Linked DNA regions of Canis lupus: region 1 is linked to region 2. The links are chromatin contacts, called in public Hi-C maps. All regions are on one chromosome and are shown on one strand. The core of a region is the stretch at or near the end of the contact, and the rest is flanking DNA. Distances in the headings are between cores, read along the strand shown. Region 1 has its middle 150 kb from the start of LRRC8C. Region 2 holds the start of LOC119872360.

Region 1 (4,553 bases), core at 491-2,990, 190 kb before region 2:
TGGTCACAAATACATTTTCTTTTCCTCATGGAGTATTTGTCTGCTAAGATAAAGCAAACCAAAATGAAGATAAATATTACCTAGATCCATGTTGGAAGAAAGGTGAGGTTGTTGAGGGAGGAAAGACCCTTTATGATCGTTTCATCTGAGGATAACATTTCCTACCTCATCAGGTTGCCCCTACTCCTCCAGTACCCCCTGTGCTTGGTGGGATAGTGTCCACAAAATCCACATCCACCAGGACCTGAGAATATGACCTTCTTTGGAAATACAGTCTTTGCGGATTTAATGAGTTACGATGACACCACATCAGAACAGAATGTGCCCTAAAGCCAATGGCTAGTGTACTGAAAAGAAGGCCATGCGAAGACACAGGGGTGTACACAGAGAAGGAGGTCATATGATGGCTGAGGCCAGTTTGAGAGATTGAGGTGGAGCCACGGAATGCCCAAGGCCACCAGCAGCCACCAAAGTCTAGGAGGGGGAGCATGTGCCTGCTGACACTTTGATGTTTGCCTTCTAGATTCCAGAACTGAGAGATTAAATCCTGCCCCCTGGTTTGTGAGACTTCATTGCCCTAGGAGATGGGCCCCTTGCCTGAGGCCCGGGCGTCAGTGGATGCACCAAGCTTGGGTGGGGTCCTTCTGGTAGAAAGCCTGCCTCGATTGTGTAAAACTGATTCAAGACCCAGGAGGAGACACAAAGAAGAGAGAACAGTGGTCATGAGCCTGGGAAGCAGCCAGATGATGGCAGTGCCCAGGCTGTGGCAGGTGTAGCCTGGACCATCAGCCTCTGCTTAGCTGCCAAGTACAGCCTGCCTGGGCTCCTGGGGAAGCCAGTACTGAGGAAGTACTTTCTTCCCAGCAAAAAGTGAGGAAAGGCGACACTGAGAGTAAACCCAGGCAGACCTTTGGTGTGGAGAGTTGGGCAGGCTGAGGCTCAAGAAATCAGGGTTGCAGAAAAGCCCTTTGATAGGCTCCATCCCAGAACCACTAGGCTGTGGCAGGTGTTGTATGCCATGGACGTGCACTCAGACTTTGTGCAGATGATCTTTTAGAAGGGCAGGAAATGTGAATTACAGAACGAATGTGGCATTGCTACCCCAAGAAGAGCTGCCGTCACGGTGTATTAACGCAGACTTTGTGGACCCTGCTCCTGACAAGACAGTAGGCCGCAGGTGCTCCCGGATTCCAGACGGGCAGGCTACCGGGCCAGGCCGGACGCGCAAAGGACGGGGCTGCGGACTGGTTTTGAGAACCCAGCTGGCTACCCAGCCCCGGCCTGTGAAAGAGGCTGGGGAGTCTGAGCATGAGGCCAGGACCTGCAGGAGGAGGGTTAGGTGGGTGGATGGTGTGGGGTTCACCCCAAGGCCCCACAGTGTGCAAGAGGGTGGCAGGTCTTCTGGAGCAGTTGACATGTGTCCCTGGAGGTGGGACTTGGACTGGCGTCTGCCCCTTGCCTAGGAAATCTAAAGGGCAGGAGTGTGACTAAAGCTGCCTGTGGCAACCACGGAGAGGCTGCAGTTCAGGAAGCAAGTTCCCTCCGCTGACAGCAGGTCAAAGGTACGTGTTTACCAGTGAAACAGAAGCGCAGACAAGGAGGGTTTGCTGCATATTGACCTGGAACCTCCGCAAAGGGACTTTGCCCCAAAAGGCCATTACTGAAGGTATCTCTTGAGACAGGGCTCAACCCCCAAGAACAGAGTTAAGGGGGGGCCTCAAGTGGCCAGTCCGTGAGGAGATCATGGAGCTAAAGTGCAGCTCCAACTCCCCAGGCCCTGGGTATCTGCAGTCTCAGAGTAGCCCTGTGACCAGGAACCCACTGGGAACACTTGGCCAGCCCTGAGAGCACCAGCCACTGCTCCTCACCACCTAGTCAGTAGAACCTTTCTGGCCCCCTCCTGTCTCCCGCCCCCACCCCCCAATCCTGGAGGGGCCAGAGATTGCACCTGGAAGAGGGAGGCGGCCCTGGCATCATGAAGAGAGAAGAAGCTGCCCACGTCCCCCTCTCGTGCTGATTCCGTCTGATTGATTCCGTTCTTAGTATTCCTTGGGACTGGGCAGGGCTAATTACTAACCTGAGCCCGTCCTGAGACCTGAAGGTGACCGGAGCACTTTTCCTGATCTGCGAGGGAGCAGTACGTTGTGGGGGTGGCCAGGGGTCTCAGCTGAGGGAAACTCCCCGCTCAGGGTGATCTATAAGGGCAATCATGGGAAGAAACTACGTTTGCTTTATGACTGGCTCTTTAATTCCTTTCCTTTCAATTACATTCTGAAAGAGAGTTGTGTGGTGTGGAGGTGCATTTGGCAGGGGTCAGACCTAAGGAGGGAGGAGGCGGCCTGCCTGGGTGGTTTGGTCTGTTGGGCGTCTGCCTCTGGCTCAGGTCATGATCCCAGAGTCCTGGGATCGAGCCCTGAGTCAGGCTCCCTGCTCAATGGGGAGCTTGCTTCTCCCTCTGCCTCTCTCCACTACTGCTCATGCTCTCTTGCTGTCTTTAACAACTTTAAAATTAAAAAAAAAAAAAAAAAAAAAAGGAGGTGGGGAGGAGGTGAGGGAGAGCAGAGACAGGGCCCAGGCTGCAGGGAATCTGGAAAATTCACAGCCTCAGCAAAAGGAGAGGTGAAGAATAAAGGAGGAGGAAGCCTAGGAATTTATGGTCACTATGGCCTTTCTGAAATACTCTTATGAGAGACAGGGTAGTTTGACTTCCAGGTCAAGAACATGGTCACTGGGGGGGCACCTGGGTGGCTCAGTGGTTGAGTGTCTGCCTTTGGCTCAGGGCATGATCCCGAGGTCCTGGGATCGCGTCCCACATCAGGCTCCCTGCAGGGAGCCTGCTTCTCCCTCTGCCTATGTCTCTGGCTCTTTCTCTGTGTGTCTCTTATGAATAAATAAATAAAACCTTTAAAAAAATATGTCATAGGAAGTGATCTCTGGATTAAGTGATTAAGTAAATTAGAGATGGAAAACCAGGAAAGCTGGTGGTAGGGACCATCCAGGAATTGTGAACACATCCAGGATGATGACAGGACTTGAGACAGAGAGAGGGGCTGTGAGGGTGGTCATCAGTGAGTAAGAAAGAACAGCCAGGAATCCACTGGAGCCTCAGAGAAACAGGGTTCTGTGGGTGTGACCAAGAGTTGAGAAGATGGATGATCCAGATGGATCTACGGAAGGGCTTGGGAAAGAGGGCCTGAGTGGAAACAGCTGGAGGAGAGGGAGCACCAAATTTGTTGGGGGTGAAATCACAGGGCGACAAAAGGGATGTGACACAGAGGTGATGGGGTACAGCCTTGCCGTTCCAAGTGTGCTCTGAGGACCAGCAGCAGCAGCAGCTCCCCTGAGAGCTGCATGTCAGACCCTACTCTGCATCCAGACCATCTGGATCCGATTCACACTTGACAAGCTCCCTCGGCGGTTCTGCGCACATTAAAGTTTCATTCTAGATTATGGCAAACTTAATCCAACTATAGCCTAGAAGGGACACCATGAAGTTATTACATGTATCTGGATATTCCCTTTCTTTTTCTTTTAGGTTTGCAGGGGGCTGTTACACTGGCCTCCAAAAGTATGGAAATAAATGTTAGGAGGAATTACAAATAAGCTTTTGGGACATGGTCCCTCACAGGTGGATGGGCTCAGACTGCCATGATGATATTAGAGAATCTGGTCTACTGTGTACCCTGTGTGGATGGCTATTTGGTGCAGAGAGTGTGGCTGAGGGGAATCGAAGCCAGTTTCATGTCTGGACAGACTAAATAATTGAAGAGAGCAAGCAAAGATAAAGCCCAAAATATCTCTTCATCAGTTTTGCTTGCTTCATGCCTGACATCCCACATATCTCCCTCCAGCAGCCAATTCCACAAATATTTGCTGGCGATGAACCAGGGGCCAGGCAGGCACTCCGAAATATCCCTTCTAGTTTCCAGAGCCTTTGCAGAAACCTTATCACATTTTAATTTTTACTCTCATAATCACCCTTTCAGGTCAATAAGAAACATAGGCTATACTTTCTCTAGTCACAGGCCTTGAGGATTTGCCCCAAATCACAGAGGTAAGAAGTAAGTGAATTGGGTGGGATTTTAATCTAAATTCTCGAACCTCAGTCAGCCTCTGCAGAAAAGATGGGCTGTTTCACAAAAGTGGGGTCTTCCCGATTTCGTAGATAGAAGACTTTAGTGGGCCTTGAATTACCATAATCTGTTTGATTTCCTAATTATATGTGCAAGGGAGTTTGAAACGCAGAATGAAGGCCTTGTCAGTGACAATCTCCTTTCTCCATCCTTGGCCAACACATCTCATGGGATACTGTAAACCAAGCGTGAAAGCACACATGCCCACCTATCTGGGGCGATGTGCAAAGAAGCCCTGGTTTCCTTTGTGGAGGGAGAGCATGCAGGAAAACTTAGCCATTGCTTGGCTGCTCACTCAGCCCCCAGGTATCAACTTCATAGCCGTGAGGCTGTAAAACCCACCATCTGGGCCCTCTGCTTCGAAGATGGAGGCACATCATGCTAAATATATCCCTGGCAGGAGGCTTGATTTTTAAAACA
Region 2 (5,253 bases), core at 737-3,236:
CTGTAAGAGCATCATGAATCTGTAGGGCCAGGGCACATATTTTGTCAGAACAACTAGAGCCAAACTATGCCATTTGTATTCTCTCTCTCCCAGGCAGGTTTGGAGCAAGAGAAGAAGCGAAGGAAGAAGGGGGAGTCTTCGGAGTTAGTAATTTTGTCCACTGATCCCAGCCAGGGCAAATAGATCCCTGGAAAAAAACCGGTACAGACCCCTTCCCGGCTCCAGCCGTCCTCTTATCCTCCTACTCCATCCTGCCCTTCTCTCCATACCTCTTTTTAGAGTTTCTGAAAGGATGTGGTTGGAGGGGTGGAAATTGTAGAGAAGCGAGTGGAAAACAGCAAGTAGACTCAGCATGAGGCGTGTGTCAGAAAGCTCCTCTAGTTAACCTTCCCCATTTTCTAGCCTTATGGCTTCCACTTGTTAAGTGACCTTGGAGAAATACCCCCTTGTCCTCATCTGAAAAGTCAAAGGTTTGGGTTACAGCTAGATGATCTTCCAATGCCCTTTAGGCCTGACAACTGGGACTCTCTGCTGTAATTCTTTGTTATAGGTTGCACTCCCTTTGTCCAAGACCACGCAAACAGGCATGTGCTTTTCGTAGGGGTCTGTTTTAGAAGCTCTGGGCACCTTCCTTTAAAAACAACTCACTTTTCTACACTCATGTGTTTCTTTAAAAACAAGTATGAGGATTGATTGGTCAGAACAATGTGCTTCTGGGAACATCTGGTGGCAAGAAGGCCAGTGATTGAGCCAATGCACTATTTATCTCTCCTTAAGGACTACATATTGGCCAGAGTATGACTCTGTATGCTTCTCTTCCTTCCTTTCTCCCTCCCTTCCTTTCCTTCTTTTTTTTTTTTTCCCTTCCTTCTTTTTAACAGGATTTAATTCACTTTCTTTTTCATTAAGATTTTATTTATGAGAGAGAGAGAGAGAGCGAGAGAGAGCGAGCACAAACAGGGGGAGAGGGAGAAAGCAGACGCCCCACTGAGCAGGGAGCCCCATGCGGGGCTTGATCCCAGGCCTCTGAGATCATGCCCAGAGCTGAAGGCAGCTGCTTAACCGACTGAGCCACCCAGGTGCCCCCACTTTATTTTTCTTGTATAAGACTATGTGATGGCACAGCTGGCGCCCAGGGCCTCTGCACGGACACTCTGCTGTGGATTTCTACAAGACAGCCAGTGAGTTCCTTGGTGATCACCGTGTCTTTCCAGAGGTCAGGGGTGAGAGAGCTGTGGGTCTTGGGAATGGTGGCAACGGGCCTGGGCCAAGTTGCCCAGGGCGGCAGTGCAGCCCCTGGCCGAGGAGTGCGGTTGTCAGGCCTGGCTGGCATCAGCAGCTGCTGGGCACGGGGCCAGGCCGGCCCTCTGGGGACAGGGCCGGGGCACCTCGTCTGGGACAGAGCGGGGCTTGGCCACCTTGTGCCCTTGGTCGCCTGGCTCCATGGGGATGATGGAGAGCTCGTGGCCCCCCGGGGGGCGGTGGCTACGCCCTGGGAGCACTTACCCCCAGACGTCTCCAGTGTGAGCTCCAACGGCAACAGACGCCTTGAACCCCGATCGCTGGCCAGTAAGGGGCTGCGTCATCTTCGAAACCTCATCCGGGAGGGATGCCCCCTGGGAAGGGTCAGTGATCTCAGGCTCCCTGATGGCGGGCAAGGGGCAGATCTCTTCCAGGGACTTGATCCCCGCCTCCTTGACCAGGCGGCCCAGCTGGGTGACTGACGGGGATACACTCCTCCTTCTCCATCCTGCCTCTGCCAGGGCTCCACCATGGGGGAGACCCCAGCCAGGGTGCTGCTCCCATCCCAGGGGCTCTGGGCCCTCCGGGGCCCTCCCACAGCACCAGTGTCATCCATTTGGTGTTTTCTCAGAGGAAAAGCTACTTTCTTTTCTTCAAGCCCGATCTCAGCTAGTTCACTCTTCATCAGGACTGCAGATGAAACTACAAAAGACGAAGTAAGCTTCTCTTTCAATGGGGCTCCCGGGTGGTTCAGTCGGTTGGGCATCTGCCTTCCGCTTGGGTCATGATCCCAGGGTCCTGGGATCGAGTCCTGCAAGGGACTCCCTGCTTTGTGGGGAGTCGGCCTCTCTCTCTCTCTCATGAATAGATAAATAAAATCTTAAAAAAAAAATCAGTTAAGTCTCTTTCTAAATAGCTTAAACAAAAAAAAAAAAGCCTCTCTTTCAAGACAGGAGAGTGAGCCTATGTGTGCTTACCTCCCTGCTAAGACTCCACTGGAAAAAACATAAACAAGTATGAAAATAAAAAGTGTGTGAGGAGAAGGGATAGAAGCCCACAGAGTAGACATCTAAAAAAAATATCTGAAAGATAAAAAGTGAAAGGGGACCGTTATGGTTGGGTGAGGCAGAAAGTGCCATGGGCTAGAATATGCAAGATAAAGTGGCAATTGGAAAACTTGGGAAAAAGCAAATCCTGAACAATAAAGTCAGAGGCCACACATGAAGCGAACTACAGTCAGGCATGAATATAAGCAATTAACAGAGTGTAAGAGGCAAGCTATTTGACCTTGATGTTAGAAATAGCCTTATTTGAGAGACCCAGGGATTATAACAGTGAGTTCATGGGAAATGTCATCCTAGCATATTAATATTGAACAATGTTCGTATCGATCATAAAATATATGTAGCATATTGGCTTGTTTCCATTATTTTATATGTTAATAAACTTTAGATTTTATTTATTTAAAGATGTTATTTATTTATTCATGAGAGACTCACAGAAAGAGTCAGAGACACAGGCTGAGGGAGCAGCAGGCTCCATGCAGGGAGCCTGATGTGGGACTCGATCCCGGACCCCCAGGATCACCCCCTGAGCCAAAGGCAGATGCTCAACTGCTGAGCCACCCAGGCGTCCCGATAAACTTTATATTTTAAAAGAGTTATAGATTTACAGAAAAATGTAAAGATAGAGAGTTCCTCCATTATTAACATCTTATGTATTATCCATTTGTTATAATTAATGAATGAATATTGATATCTTATCATTAACTTTAGTTAATACTGTATCATATGTTATCAGATTTCTTTAGATTTTCCCTAATGTCTTCCATTCCAATTGCATTTAGTTATCCTGTCTCCTTAGGCTGTAAGAGTTTTTTTAGATTCTCCTTGTCTCCGATGACCTTGATAGGTTTGAGGAGTATTGGACAGGTATTTTGTAGAATGTCCCTCATTTGGGATTTGTTTAATGTTTTTCTTATGATTAGATCGGGGTTATGGGTTTTGCAGGGAACATTGCAAAGGTAAAATGCCATTTTGTCACATCAAACCAAGGAAGCCTACTATCAACATGACTTATCAACTTACCACTCTTGTTGACCTTGATAACCTGGCTGAGGTAGTGTTTGCCAGGCTTCTCCATTGTAAAGTTACCCGCTCCCCCATTCACACTGTACACTTTGGAAGAAAGTATATAGGCTTTTAGCTTCTAAAGTCAACCTGTACACAGAGTAGAAAAGAATATTTTGTGGTTGCAGTACAGAATGTAAACATTAACAGTTTGTTGGTGGTAAAGTGGTGCTGACAAAAATGAAAGGCAGAGGAAAAGTGGAACAAAAAAGAGAGCAAGGTATTGGTCCCCCCAAAATGGGAAGGGGGAATATCTTCCTTTTCTAGAAAAGGAAATGCATGGATACTCTATTTAAAAAATAGAAATTTGGGCAGCCCCGGGTGGCTCAGCGATTTAGTCTTTCATGAATAAATAAAATATTAATAAAAACGATTTTAAAAAATAGAAATTTGAGTCCTTATTTGAAAAATAAACATATAGTTCTAATAGAGAAAATAAAAAGCTATTATTGCTATTGAACATTAGGAAGAGGAGGGTAGTATGAGATACATGCTTATTTTCAAACTGTGGAATCAATCGATATTGACTAAAGTTGGTAATCTAGGGGATACCTGGGTGGCTCAGCGGTTGGGCGCCTGCCCCTGGCTCAGGGCGTGATCCGCGGTCTCAGGATCAAGTCCTGCATCGGGCTCCCTGCCTGGAGCCTGCTTCTCCCTCTGCCTGTGTCTCTGCCTCTCTCTGTCTGTGTCTTTCATGAATAAATAAACAAAATCTTAAAAAAAAAAAAAAAGTTGGTAATCTAGGAAGAGAGATACTAAGAGTGCAGTGGAAGGAAATGCCAATGATCTCAGCCCACATGAAACCAGAGTTTTTGCAGAGGGGACCAGAGCTGAGCAAGAGGAAAGGCTGTTGTTTTTCATTGGAAGCTCTTTTATACTATTGCATTTACTACCATGTACACAAATTGTTTGCTTTATTTTATTTTTTAAAAATTGTTTGCTTTAAAACCAAAGATGAGGGACACCTGGGTGGCTCAGCGGTTTAGCACCGCCTTCAGCCCAGGGCGAGATCCTGGAGACCCAGGATCGAGTCCCACATCAGGCTCCCTGCATGGAGCCTGCTTCTCCCTCTGCCTGTGTCTCTGCCTCTCTCTCTCTCTGTGTCTCTCATGAATAAATAAATAAAACCTTAAAAAACAAACAACAAACAAACCAAAGATGCTGTGTGGATGGTGCCAGGCCTCATATTAGACCACCTATTATGACCCATTTTGTGTACAATCCACCTTCGGTGATCCAAACCAACCAACCATTCACACAAATCGTGCTACCACGTGGTGTTTTTTTTTTTTTTTTTTGAGGCAGAAACCTCACTTCTGAGAAAGTAAAGGGGTAAGCTTAGGTCTTTGATTTGTAGGAAAGATATTAAAAAAAAAAAACTTTTGTTTCCCTTGAAATAAGGATTAGGAAGATTTCAGTTGCAAAGGAGAATTGGCTGGAGGATGCATCAACTGTGTCTGGCTGAAAAGTATGGGCAGTCGGTGGAAATCCTCTGTGTTTCCTGTGTTTAGCGTTTATACAACATGTTTCAGTTGAAAAGCCCTTCACTGTCATTAGTTAATTACCTCCCAAGGGCTGCAGGGTAGTTATAGGGAATAATGGATCCACGCCAGCTTTCCGAGCTGTGAGACTACAAGTGTGTGTACCAGCCCCAACTCAGGGTGTAGTTGTTACACCATTTCCCACACATGGATCGATCGCTTAATGTGTGGTTATTCAATCTCTGAAGTTCTTTTTCTAGACTTGACATCTGCTCAATAAACACAAGTTACTGAAACAGTAGAGAATGTATTCTAATAGCACCTCTTGTAAGTGTCTGGAAAATCAAAAGTGGTAACTGTCTTAGGTTTATCATTCAATAAGAATCTCCAAAGTGAAGCCT

Evidence for each region. Hi-C and Micro-C count contacts between places; a contact is called where the count stands out from the background.
Region 1: a Hi-C map of skin fibroblasts shows a contact between it and region 2, with 3 times the contacts expected there. The contact joins the enhancer-like site here to the promoter of LOC119872360 in region 2. A contact is called at or near these places in 5 of 9 Hi-C or Micro-C datasets (amygdala, blood, liver and 1 more).

Annotation. Positions count from the first base shown.
Region 1 is chr6:59,347,663-59,352,215 of UU_Cfam_GSD_1.0, reverse strand. No RefSeq gene overlaps it. Among named protein-coding and RNA genes, the nearest start is that of LRRC8C, 150 kb to the left of the region's middle. Within about 2 kb of position 1,740, at least 4 of the 20 cell types and tissues checked have an H3K27ac peak or open chromatin away from gene starts, as enhancers often do.
Region 2 is chr6:59,160,618-59,165,870 of UU_Cfam_GSD_1.0, reverse strand. It overlaps LOC119872360, which reads right to left and starts at 1,986. Exons shown (of 2, transcript XM_038538912.1): 1 at 1,507-1,986. The coding sequence starts at 1,586.